Linked DNA regions of Cyprinus carpio: region 2 is linked to region 1. Evidence: chromatin contacts called from public Hi-C data. All regions are on one chromosome and are shown on one strand. Each heading gives the region's core, a stretch centred on a gene start, on an enhancer-like site or on the middle of the called end of the contact. The rest is flanking DNA. Distances are from core to core; before and after follow the strand shown. Region 1 holds the start of LOC109093673 (beta-adrenergic receptor kinase 2-like). Region 2 overlaps LOC109097713 (unconventional myosin-XVIIIb-like).

The links. A called contact is a pair of places that touch in the nucleus more often than the background predicts.
Region 2: a Hi-C map of red blood cells shows a contact between it and region 1, with 3 times the contacts expected there. The contact joins the enhancer-like site here to the promoter of LOC109093673 in region 1. A contact is called at or near these places in 2 of 8 Hi-C or Micro-C datasets (liver and red blood cells).

Annotation. Positions count from the first base shown.
Region 1 is chrA10:16,639,814-16,647,050 of ASM1834038v1, reverse strand. LOC109093673 (beta-adrenergic receptor kinase 2-like) reads right to left here and starts at 5,028. Exons shown (of 21, transcript XM_042765458.1): 1 at 2,869-5,028. The coding sequence starts at 2,981. It also overlaps the pseudogene LOC109066944.
Region 2 is chrA10:16,726,479-16,733,579 of ASM1834038v1, reverse strand. It overlaps LOC109097713 (unconventional myosin-XVIIIb-like), which reads right to left. Exons shown (of 45, transcript XM_042765456.1): 28 at 6,999-7,101; 29 at 5,591-5,745; 30 at 5,306-5,429; 31 at 3,696-3,896; 32 at 3,442-3,552; 33 at 3,169-3,273; 34 at 914-1,075; 35 at 75-188. Among protein-coding and RNA genes, the nearest start is that of LOC122146483, 17 kb to the left of the region's middle. Within about 2 kb of position 5,524, at least 1 of the 8 cell types and tissues checked has an H3K27ac peak or open chromatin away from gene starts, as enhancers often do.

The sequences.
Region 1 (7,237 bases), core at 3,779-6,278:
GCTCTATAAATAATTGTTAGGTCAGCAATAAAACTGAGCACTTAAGATATTCTTGGTTCAAGGTTTTACAACCATCACGTCAAAAAAAAAAAAAAAACAACCTTTAAAAGCTCAAAGTGGCATTATTTCAAATTCTATTACAATGCTAAAAACAGTCATGAACACTGAGGTTAATTTATGTAAATTTATATTTAACAAGCAACAAGTTAAACAAAATTATTCAATCTATGCCAGTGTTCCCCACAAAGGTTTGTAAGCCTTTGGAGGGTGGTACATATTAATGTTTGGTGCATCAATCTGGAAGCAAAACTAGGTGCGCCAACATTTTTTCAATGACCATACTGAACAGAATAAAGTCTTTGCATTGACTTCTAGCTGGACTTTAAAGTGGACTCAAACCAAAATCATTTTAGTTGTGACTTAGTCCAAATCACATTCAAATTGGTGTTTTTAGGAAGCCAAACAAATTTGAATATAACAATCATTTTACATTACTATACCTAAGACAGAAATATTACTATTGCAAATGTGCAGCCAAAGAATGTTAATATATTAGTAATTTTACAATATTATTATACCAAAGACAGAAATACATTACTATTGTGAAGTTGTGGTCCCATTTACAGTTGTAATGCAAATTTTCACAGGTGAAATCCAGTCATTCCAATAGGATTCCACACAATCAGTATTTTTGAAGGAAAGCGAAAGATTTCCCAATAGAGTTAAATTGTTCACAAAAATTTGCCGTGATGACCAACAGAAAACTGTCTGATTTGAAAGTTACTTCTGCGTGAATTGTGTTTCGCACATTTCTAGACTTTTGACAATTTACAATAGACCTTTTGCCAAAATGTTGCTAATGTGCACTGTAGATAAATATTTTACAGTAGTAAAATTACAATCCTGTCTTAATTTCTTCACTTCCAAGAGTTAAACCTTTGCCACAGTCTAGGTAATTAATGGGAAACACTGTATACCATAACATGCTGAGGAAAAGTCTAAACATGTCCTTAATACCCCATATTTCCAAGAAAGGGATATATTGCTACCTGTGCACTTTTAACTAGTCTTAACTGTTTACATGACAACAAAATTTGCAGCTACACTAAGAGATCACGAATCACTCTTAAGTGTTATATAAACTTTAAAAACATTCCAACTACTGCAATTCCACCAATGCACAGGCTATACTGAGACACATGGTTGTGTAAACTGTACAATAAAAGCTTTGTGTTGAACTACAGGCTTTACATTGTAAACTGACAGCCGTATCACCATAGTGATCCAATGAGATGAGCAAACTCTGAAATATGAAATACCATTTCCTATTTCTTGGGCCTCGGTTTGTTACCAAAAGCAGGTCTAAATAACATTTACAGTGTTCAGTCTCCCGACGTAGTAACGGCCAAACAACTACATAAACTGTGACAGCATTGTCAGTTTATCACTTTTACAGTTTTCTGAGAGTGGCCATAAAAAAAACAAACAAACAAAAAAAAAAAAAATTTTATGTAGAACACACACAAGGGACTCCTCACATGATATCCAAGAGGACAGGTACAATAAACTCCAAAGACCATAATTAACAATATTTTAAGCCTATCTAATTGTGTTTAATATAGGTTTACTACTTCTAGACACCATCCGATTCTTGTATTCACTTTCTAAGGGGCAAGTATTGTTCAATGTCTAGCTAATATGAAGTGGTTTATGTGCATGAACTGATTCAATCCGACATAAATGGAAGACGAATACATTTTTATGTCATGACTATTTTAATGAATGAACAACCGGTTGATTTCTTTGATTAATTGGACAAAAAAAATAAAAAATCCCAAAATATTAAATCGTTATTTACAAAGTTGTTATTCCACATTCTGCCCAATGTTGTCCTCCAAACAATGTGCATTCTGAAGGCAATGAAAACAAAAAGTGAATATATGTGGTCTGTGTAGAAAAAAAGGGGGTTAAAATGTAAACATATTTCTTACCATTTGAAAGAAGTTAAAAACACTAAATTAAAAAGTGATAATCAAGACAAACAAAACCAGAAACTAAAAGTTAACTGGTACGAGGTAGAAGAAACACATTCACCATCTGAACAGATGACATTTTTACTCCAGTACAATAGATACAGTCGTTGTTGCTTTGACGTTTCCAAGGTCTAACGATTCAGAACAGTCACACGAAACCCCAACAAAGCGGATTTGTATGCCTTATTGAGTATGCAAGCACAAATGTGAAGGCAATGTCAGAATTTCGACCCGTTTACAGTGAATATCACCCTCAGCCCGGTGCAAATCTACAGGTGATAAGAGCCATTGATTCACACGGGGGAATTTTCCCAGCAGGCCCCAGTAACTGCTGAACAACACCAAAAACACTAAACACAGAACAAAATGTGTATTTAGCCAAAGCTTTCAAAAAGTACTGTAGTGTTACTACGATAGCACTAGTCGGTACTTTGATACTGTCCGGGCCCAATTACCATATTCATACCATCGTATTTACATGCTACTATGAGGTAACCAAATAGCATTACTGAGCTAACAGTTATATCTCCAAAAATAAACGTAAGTAGCTTGTCTAAAAATACTCTGGTGGTTTTTGTAAGCGAAAGAAAGCAGTAAACAACAAACCCTGTGTGTAGTACATGACAGGCCACTGCTGACGATGGTGACAGGGAATTTCTAACGAACACTTAAAATCGCTTATTTAACACCAAATTACACGAATGTTCAGTCAAGGTGCAGTGGAAATGAATAACTCAAAATTTTGACATATCTACCAGCCGCTTCAAGACAATACTGAACGTAATGTGTGTGAATTAACTGTCTGACAGACTCGTTTGGCTTAACGTGACGTTACCTGGGTTCGGGAAGGATGATTTTCTTGCTCGCGCGGGCCGCTGGAGTCGATTTGCTCTTCTCCATCGCCATCAGGTAGCTGACATCGGCGAGAACCGCTTCGAGGTCCGCCATCTTCAAGCCCTCTGGGTCGAACCGAGTCGCTAACGGTACCAGAACCAGCCGTGAGGAGGAGGAGGGGGACGTGTGAGGGGACGGTGATGTTGCGCGCGGGCGGGTGGACTCAGCACGAGACGAGCGCGGGAGCTGTCGTGGTGATGATGATGATGGTGATGCGCGATAGAGGCGCGAACATCTATTCCAGCCGGGGTTTTTTTTTTTGGTTTGTTGTGTTTAATAATTATCGTGTTTCCCTCCTCAGAAATCAACCATAGTGGCTGAAAAACACACGATAAAAGCTGAGGAAGAAAAAAAAAAACAGCAACACTCTGAATGGAAAATCTATAGGTTGCTTTATCTGTGAAGCAACATCACCCTCGGGTCCACTGGAGTTGCAGAAATGGCTTCTTGTTTCAAAGAGGAAGAATATATGTGCATGGCATCACCTCAAAATCCGGAAATTTCCAAAATAATAATACTAGTTGGTGATAACGATAATATCGATTAATCGAGCCCCCCATCCAGCTCCGACTCCCTTTGAGTGAGTTTAACGCGAACCAACCTGCCTCGTGTAATGACTGTCAAACAATGACGTGCAAGTTCATTTGAGCCACCGTCCGTGCAGAAGTATGGAAATAACGGGATGGTTCACTACAAATACATTCAAGCTGGCCACTCTGTGTCACAAATGGATGACACTCAAATCAAAACGACGATGCAATCCCGTTAAAAGCAACAAGATATAGAACCTAAGTCGTAAACGAGCGGACAAGACGATCTCCTTAAGGCATTAAAATAAAGCAAGCCATCTCGCTGGAAAACAGACAAATCACCAATGCATGAAAATGGACGACTAGTATGCGCCGATATTTCCGTTTAATCACATTAACCCGTTGACAGCACGCAAACATCAGACCACATTTAATAAGGGGAACATGAATCCTCCTCTTCTTAAAAGGCGGAAAGATGGTGGAAACCTAAAGAGACTAATGGTTGGAGAAACATAAATAATGGCTATCGATGCGACACGGGCAGCTGGATTGTTTCCTGAACATCCAAAAATTGCATTCAGGATCTAAACAGCATATGCATGTGTAAATACCCTGGTAATATCACAAACAAATCCCCATTTTTGTGGTTCGATGGTTGAGATCTGCCTGTCACTCACTCCTCTTGTTGATCCAAGCTGGTTGTCTTGATCTTATAAACCAATTAAAGGGACAAAATTAAACTAGATGCGTTTTGATGTGCAGCGCAGCGCAATGCAGTTTTCCTCTTAAACTGGATTTGCTTGCTCGTCAATTTATTTATATAATGAGAGGTGTGCTCTAAGCAACAAACGGCTGAGATATTGCACTACTGTAACCTACAGAAGAGAGGGGGGCGCTAGAAAAGGAAATAAGCTAATGTGAACGAAAGCAATCCGAGTTTCCTTTTTCTAAAAAGAAATGTCGCGATGGTGGCACAAAATGTGGTCAGATGAAACTGCAAGGCAGGAACATACACAAAAAAACACAGCTACTGTGAGTTTGTTGTAAATAAAACAAAAAATAAAGAGTTCACCCTGAAATCTCTTCGCTAATGTTAGAGCTTGCGGAACTTCATATGCATGGGCTGTGCGTTTCAATCTCAAGATTACATGAACGAAACTCTTGAGTTTCGAGAGAGAAACAAAACGACGGGGCTTTCAAACCCACTACGCTTCGTTCAGGGGTTTCAAATGTACTTTTCTCCAAAAGACACCTGATTTTGATTTTTCGATGTTACTACCGAGAGAAACCACTCTTTTCTTTTCCATCCGTGTTTGGGTCGCAGATCCAAGTCTTCATCTCTTCCGACATCGCTCAACAAAAACACTATATCCGTCCACATAAAACACTCCAGTCCGTTTCCGCTCAGGTCCTCCGGGGAAGACTTCTTCTTAAGGTTTCCCCACGGTTAATCCAAATGGGAATACACGACTATTTTCTTGTTTTAGTGCTTGTGTGTGAGCTGAGCCCCACGGCGCGTCGTGAAGTGAAATTCAGGCTCTTCTGAGAACTGCACTTCCTCCCAGCGGCCGAGTCGACGCAAAACCCGGCGCTGGACTCACAAAACAAGGAACTGGAGCCCTCTATAAGCTAAGCTCCAGTAAAGCAAATCTTTGAGGTGTGTGCAGTCTTGATTTTATTTACATTTTATTTAATTATACTTTTATGCGAAACGAGTTGTTTTAGTATCATTTTATTATACTTCTTTATTTTCTTTTAACTTTTCATTGATTTTCATTTCATTTAACTGATTTACGCAAAGTACGCGAAACTATGACGCGAAGGCTTGCGTTGTGCATATTAAATAGATCCTGCTGACGTTGCTTAGTAACCTTCCTGAAGCGCCCAGTCACGTTACTTCACTAATATTCATTAGTCAAACCTTCTCCGTAGGTTCGCCGTCTGAATAGCGCCCACTCACTTTTCAGCAAATCATCTAGGCGTCACGTTACGTAATTAATATTCATAACCCATGGATACATCATAGTGGGAAAGTCTAGCTGCTGCGCCATCTAAGTAAAAATCATTGTGTAAGCGCATACCACATCTTTTATCAACAATACATCTGCAAAAAGCAGTTTTTTTGTTTGGGCTTCTCCTTTCAGTTTCTGGTCATGTGATTTAATCTGACAAACAATGATATTCTAAACATACCTCTAGGAACAAGTTAAGTCATGTTATGGACCGTGTTTATTCTCCAAAGAGAGTTTGAAATTTTGTCTCTCTTTAAGCCTAATGCATGTTTTTCTTATTTGTGATCTTTTGGATTGTAGGTTTGTTGCCCCCTCTGGCGGAAAACGGTGAAAGTGCATTTTATTTCCTAGGGATAGTTCACCCAAAAATGAATTTTCTGTCATCATTTACTTGTTCCTAACCTGCATGAGTTTCTTTCTTCTACTGAACAGAAAAAAGAAGATATTTTGAGGAATGTTGGTAACCAAATAGTTGATGGAAAAACTATGGAAGCCAATGGCTACCATCAGCTGTTTGGTTACCAACCTTCTTTAAAATATCTCCTTTGGCGTTCAGTGGAAAAAAAGACATTCCCCCAGGTTTGCAACGGCATGAGGGTAAACAAATAATGATAGAATTGTTATTTTTGGGTGAACTATCCTTCTAAAAAGTAAAAAAAAAATAAAAAAATAAGTTAAATCAATTTGTAATAAAAGGCACACCATTCTTTTTAATTTGTTTGAAAGTGTCCAAAAATTCCTCACTGTTACTTCGAGGTTTCAGTAAATGCGCTTTTTTGGACACAGATTTATAACAGGAGGTCAGTGAGGTTTAAGAAAGACAGTTTATTTAGCATCGGGCAGAAAGGGGCATGAGAGTTTTTGCAAGGAGAGGGTGGAGGAGAAATCCGTTACTGCTGGATACGGCGGATGGACTGGATCTGAGGGGTCTGGCAATGGGAGCCAAACTCCTTGAAGTTTTTGTACTCCCCACAGTGGCGGTCACACTCCATGATGTACTGGTATCCACGGTAACCAGGGAACTGGTAGCACACAAACCTGTCGTGTGCGGATCGAAGAACAGACAGTGGCGATCAAAAAAAAATGAAAGGACAAATGATACAGAAGTGACAGAAGAACCCAAACAGATACTCACGCTCCGGACTGAACACGCATAGAGCCCACTTCATTGTTGCACCATCCCATAGCCTGAAGAGAGGGATAGTCGTCACTGAGCTCTCCCTTGCGGCCCAGGTAGTTCTCCCTCTCATAGATGGTCATTCTGCACTCCCTGTGGTTCTGGGAGAATTATATCAAACATAATGTCAACCAATGAGCATCTTTCCAATGCAAACCAAAAATGATAGTTATAATATGAATTAATTGCAATCAACAACAAATTATTGTGAATGTTGTTAAAGAAAAGGCAAGGTGGGTGAGTGATGATATGGTTTTAAAGCTTTGAGAGCTTACAGAACAGGAAATTGGTCTAAAGGAGGTAAAGGAGGTCATTCTCTCGATGTTTTATTCATTGATTGGTATAGAGGTGTGGGTATTAGGGTAGTTGCAGCGCTAAATGGTGACCCTGGTAATTTGAGTGCTCGTAGCCCACCCACCTGAAGACAAACATGGGTTAAACACTGTAGCCTCTGCTGAAATTATTAACTACAATTAAAACTATTAAAACTATTTTTAGTTACTCAAAATAAAGCTGAAACTAAATTTAAATATTAGATTAAAATCCTTGGCCTTGGCAACTAACTAAAATAAAACAAGTTACAAAAATAAC
Region 2 (7,101 bases), core at 4,275-6,774, 86 kb before region 1:
CAACAGACAGAGACGCACTGAGCTAAACCTGAGATCAGCCCTTTGCTCCTCTCATTTGATGTCTCGGGCCTCACCAGGCTCTTCTGCTTGCAGATGCTCTCCAGTTCGATCTGAGCGTTTTCCAGCTCTGCAGCCAGAGTCTTCTGTGCGCATTCAGACTCCAACCGTCTGGCTTCACTGTCCTCCAGCTAGAATACACATAGACAAATGTCAAATAAAGGTAACTACAGAAATATAGATCACTAACAATATTATAATAAATCCTTATTATTTGTAGATGACTTTGTATTGACAAAACAGACTATGCAGGCATACACTACCATCAAAAATCTAGGAATAATTAAGTATTTTTATTGTTTTTGAAAGAAGTTTCTTCTACTCAGAAAGCCTGCATTTATTTGACAAAAAATACAGTAAAAACAGGAATATTATTAAATATTATTATATTATAAAATAACTGCTTTCTATTTGAATATATGTTAAAGTGTAATTTATTCCTGTGATTCAGTGCTGAATTTTCAGCACCATTACTGCAGTCTTCAGTGTCACATGATCCTTCAGAAATCTTTCTAATTTGCTGCTCAAGAGAAATTTCTTATCAATATTGAAAACAGCATTATTATTATTTTTTTATTTTTTTATTTTGGGCCAGTTTGAGCCATCTATGACCAGCAAACCATCTTAGGCTGCACCTTACACAATAAGATTAGCAACGTGTATTAAATCATTATTTATAATATTTAATGAATAGCTAGAACGTTACTTATACTATGCAAATAAAGCTAATGCCACAAATATACTACTATATTTTACTGCAGTAAGGGGTTAACAGTGGGACTTTTGAAGACTGATAATGCGAAGCTGTATAAATGGTGTGAGTCGTGCTGTGTGGATGATGGGAAGGCAGTGGCACCTGGCAGCACAGTCTCTCCAGCTGCTCCTTGGCACCGGGGTCGTGACCCTGCCCAGGCTGTTCAACGGTGGACAGCAGCAGCTGGGCATCACTGAGCAGGGCATGGGTGCGCTTCAGGTCCCGCCTCAGCCTCTTCTCCACGTCAAAGTCTCTGTGGCCCACCTGAGACCAGAGAGAGAGAGAGAGAGATCTATACATCACACTAAAGCACAAACAGAGTAATGATGCTGGACAAATGAACACACAGAGATGGTCAATAATATAATATAATATAATAATTTTAGATACAGAGACAAACATCATCAGTTTGAGCAACTTGTATTAAAAACATTATTTGTTATATTTCATGAATGGCTAGATCATTACTTGAAATCTCAGGTAATACTCAAGGAAATAAGTGATAAGGTTGGGTTGGCAGTGAATGCACATGTCATGGAAAAATCAATACATGCATGAAAACCAGACGCTTTACACATCCTCTTTCTCAATACGAAACTCATTTTGAGCAGCAGTGTTTATGTGCAGCTCGGGTCATAAACCGTGGTCGTTTTTAACAGCAGCAGATGAGTAGCTTCATCATATCGATCTCGGTAGTGACCACTCTTCCAGAGCACTGTCACATTAGAGAGCTCACGATGGCCTGAGGGCAGGACGTTCAGGTCGAATGCGTGTACAGTATCTCTAAAAGACCCTCTCAGTGTAGCCACAAGCTGTTAGCTAAGTTTATCACAGGACACATGAGCGAGAGCTTGTCTACTGCTAAAAAGATCCTCTATAACTACTACAACAGTGTACAAAGTAATATAGTCCAGCAAACATGCCAAAAGCATTATGTAAAGGTTGCCTAAATTTTATGAACATTAAATAATGTAAATAATAATGGCATTCCCCCTTTTGATACTTCTGATGAAAGTTTTCACAATGTTTAAATACAACATTTTTATATCTGGTATGTTCTGAGAGCTGTTAAAAGAATAAATAAAGGAACATTTTTCTATTCTATTCTATTTATTTATTTTTATTTATAAAAAAAAAAAACTTGATCCTCTAACACTAGCATTCACTATTCTATTTCTATGTGTGTGTGTACTGTATATATATATATATATATATTTATTATTTATTTTATAATGTTGTGTATTTGTGTGTTTTGTGTGTATTATTTTATTATAATTTAAATTTACACAGTAGTATATATATATATATATTCTTAAATATATACACATGTTTTATATTGGATCTATGTGATGATGTGATTAACTGATTAGACAGCACTAATATATATATATAATATTATAATAGTTATTATATTAATGTGTATGCATATATATGCTTGCTCCACGTCTAAAATGACTTTGCTTTTGAGCTGATGTCACCAATCACAAGTTTTTTTAACTCTGTTCCGCTTTTTAGCATCCAGTCAATTGCTGAAGGATAAAACCAAGCCCTGCTCTACAGGTCTTTCTCCAAAATATTTCACATCACAGAAGTAACATGGGTTACTAATGCCATTTCATGCTGATGTTAAGCTGATAATACAAATGAAGTTGAGAATGTTTGCTGAGCTTTAATATTTCCACAAACAAACTGTAATGAAGAGCAGTGACAGATGAGGGAAGAGATGTGTAGACTCAGAGCTGGGCAGTCTGTAGTGCTCTTATATCAGAAAAGAGAGGAACATGACAGCTTTACAGATCCTCATAAGCCTTGATATGACTAAAACTCTGTGATCCATCAAGCAGCGCATCTATCCAAATGACCCACAAACTGTATTAAATATCACGCCTGGAATGCAATAAACATTACAAAGGTCAGTTACGGTTTGTGCATGCAAATTCTAATATGATAATAACACTGCAAAAAAAGATTCCATCATTTATGAAAATATGACAATATCCTTTTTAGGATGCCAAAAAGGTCAAATAAATCAGCTAAATATATATATATATAATATATATATATATATATAATATATATATATATATATTTATATATATTTTTAAATGCAAAAAGCTTTCTTACAAAAATAAAATAAAATAAATACAATAAAAAAAAATGTTAAAATAAAATATTTTAATTATAATAGATTTTTAATATATGATATTATGTAAGGTATAAACATTTTTATTTTATCTTTATATATATATATATATATATATATATATATATATATATATATATATATATATATATATATATATATATTGTGTGTGTGTGTGTGTGTGTGTGTGTGTGTGTGTGTGTGTGTGTGTTACCTGTTCACACAGTGTGGCAATCAGCCCCTCTAAGTCATGCTTCTCATGAACCACCATCTGTTTTTCCTCATATTCCTGTTCCAGTTGCATCTCCAGCTGACGGAGCTGTGCACATGCACACACACACACACACACACACACACACACACACACACACACACACACACACACACACACACACACACACACACACACACACACAGTCAGGAAAGAGTGTTTCAGACAGAGTTGTAAGGTGGTCTGTCGAGCTGTAATTAAGTCTGCATCCCTCACTCGTCTCTGTGAAGACTTTTGCACGTCCTCCAGTTCCTCATCTTTGTCCTCTAGCTCCTTCTGATGGATCTGCTTCATCCTCTCCATCTCCATCTCAAAGCGCAGGTGCATCTGTGGAGAACAGAGTTCAGATGGCCTGTTTGTGTTACTGCACCTTTAAGACTTATGTTAATGTGGGTGATCATATGTTAATGTGCTCATGGTTATGACGTCATAACCTTTTCAAAAGGTCTACTCTTCTTGGGTTCCTATACCTGCTCCTGCTGTTTGATTCTGGCAGTCATCTGGCTGATCTCCTCCGAGCGCTCCTTGTCTCTGGTCTCCAGTTCACGGAGTTTCTTCTTCAGTTCAGGGATGGAGTCAGACGTGAGGTGGAGTGGGACACTCAGGTCACGGATCTGAGCACACAGTTCCTCCTTCTGCTGCTGCAGGTGCGTGACCTCCACCTGACTCTCCTGAAACACACAAACATAATCATACAAACATCACACACACAAAAGCAAACACACATACAAACTCATACAAACCTCAAGACAAATAACACACATAAACATTCATGCTTATAGACACATACATGCACAAACAGTCACACCAGACACACACACACACAAAACATGAATAAATTCAAAAGCAAATGCACATAAAAATGTACAAACACACAATAATGCACACAAATCACATACAGACATATACAAGACACAAACACAAAAATACAATAAAAATATACAACAAATGCATAAAAAACACAAATATCCATACACAAGCAAATGCAAAAACAAAATCATAAACACAAAAACAAATACACATATTGCAAAAACACACAACAATCACATGCAGACACAGGTAAAAATATATACGACAAAAAACTCATGCAAATGCATAAACCCAACACAAACACTTACATATACATACACTAATGTACACAATTAATGCAAAAACACAAAAGAAAACTCAAAAGCAAAAACACACACACACACAACAATGCACAAAAAAACAATCACAGACATATAAATATACCGTAATCACCACACAGTCACAAACACATAAAAATACACACAGCAACGAAAAATAAACACACACAAAAATTAAAAACAAAACAAAAACAAATTCACATATGCACACAAACACACATTTACACAAACAAAAACACAATTATGCAAACAAGCACAAATGCATAAACAGACAAAACTATCAAACACACACACCACAAAAGCAAATGCACATACCAAAAAAATAAATAAAAATGGAACAAACACACAACAATGAACAAAAAACATAGATACATACAAAAGAAACAAACATGCACATACACGCACGCAAACACAATTATACAAATAATGAACACAAAAGCAAATGCGCACACAAAGATGCACAAAAAACAATCACAGACACATAATCATACACAAACACACACATATAAAAATGTATACAAACATAAACAATCATATAAACAAGCACATACGCATAAACACACACAGCAGCAAATACACATAAAAATTGCACACACACACACAATGCACCAAAAAAATATTACAATTACAAACACAGACCCAAAAATCACATACATTCATCTGAACAGATAAAAAACACATTGTATTAAAATACAAGAATGCATAATGCAGATATAAATGTGTGCACAAGTATTTCCCATGTATTGACCTCTGACCTTTGTATTTCAGAGTAAAAACTCACTCATTCATTTTCATTTAGTTTCGTAATGTTATTTTATATTTTTATATTATGGCAGAACTTTTCTCCTCTGCATATTTGGGATCTCTGGGGACTGTTTACCGAAAGAGGACACCCGGAGTTCACGGGCACGATCGCAGATGGTGGACACTTGACCTTTGACCTCGGCCCTTACCTTGAGCGTCTTGCGAAGGGTGAAGATCTCTGCACCAAGGGTGGTATTCTCCTGGATGGCTCTGTCCTTCTGCTCCCTCTCATTATCAGCCTGCTCAAGCGCCTGGGTCAGTTCGCTGTCAAACCTACAAACACACACACACACACACACACACACACACACACACACACACACACACACACACACACACACACACAGATCAGACAGAGGCCTTGAGAATGCATTTTCAAGAAACCAGATAGCGTGGCACTAAATATTAATGAATCATATGCAAATGAGACAGACCTCCTCTGTTTCCTGTCCAGCTCATGAGCACGGCCCTGCAGGCTGTCTATCAGCACGCGGGCATCCTGAAGGTCAGAGGTCAGCCGCCGGCAGTGGCGTTTTAGCTCTATCACTGAGCGTTTAGATTGATCAAGCTGAGACTGCAGTTCCTGAACCTGCCACAAGAGGGGGAGATAGAGACAAAGATCATCAGGTAGGGACCTTGTGCAGCCCACTAGACATGACAGGGTTATTCAGTGCAGTGCACATGATAATAATAAATAATAATAAACATGTCATTATCTGCAGAACAAATCAAACAGGATTATTCATATAAGGACTTGGTCAGTAAAGCATACACTGGGGCTAGTCGTCAGAAGGACTACATCTCAGAAACTATATGCTTTTCAGTCCAGTTTCATAAATGCTTGTGTTCTCTTAACAGTGGTTTAGCCTTCAATTAGAATATTTTTTTGTGAATTAATAATAATAAATAGAAATTCTATATCTATCTATCTAATTAAAAAATGTCTTAAATTATGCTTTTTTTAATCTATATAATATAAATTAATTTTATAATACATATTATAACTGTAGTATATATTACATTTAAAAAAAAGTTTGGACATTTTGTATTTTAAATTTTTGGTGTTTCAGGAACTATGATTTTATCATTTTATAATTGTACATTTTATTGAAAAGCCTTTATATTCTATAATGCACATTAAATTACTGACATGTTCTGAAGACAGCTTTTTAACTGTAAAAATTCATAAATAAAAAGCAAAAAATTATATTCTTTTGAAATCAGTCAATAAACAACAGGTTGCCACTCTGAAATTGTACCTTATATTGTGTGACAACATGCCCCACTACATATTAATTGAGCGCGCTGTGTCTTCTATCAATAGTGGTAGATTGTTATTTATTTATTTGTTGTGAAGGCTTCTATTTGTTTTGTTGTATATACAAATCAAACTTTAGAGCTATTTTAGTTATATTTAAATAATACTATATTGATAAATTCAAATTATTTATTTATTTTTATATTTTCAGTTTTCATTTTAATTTAAGTTTTCGTAATTTTGTTGTGCTTTTGTCATTTTTATAGTTTTTTTTTTTTTTTTTTTTATTTTTTATTTAGCTTTATTTTTATTTCAGGTACAGTAATTATAGTTATTTAACTAAATTATTTATGTTAGTTCCCAAAGCAATATTTCTCATTTTCATTTTTTTCAAGTTAAATTTTTTATTTAATATTTTTATTTTATTGTAACTTCATTTCAATTATCCAAAACTATTTTTTACTGCTGTGGTTAAACTATAACAACAATAATTAAGGCCATTTATGAAAACTAAAAGAAACCTTGACAAACACTCTAAGGTGCCTCTTTAAGGTCATGATTAATGTTATAATTAATATTAATACCTTATTATCCAGCAGCTGACGGGCCTCTTTCTCACTCTCAAGTCTTTCCTCCGTCTGCCGCAGACGCCTGCGCAGGAACTCCACCTCCGTCTGTACACATTCC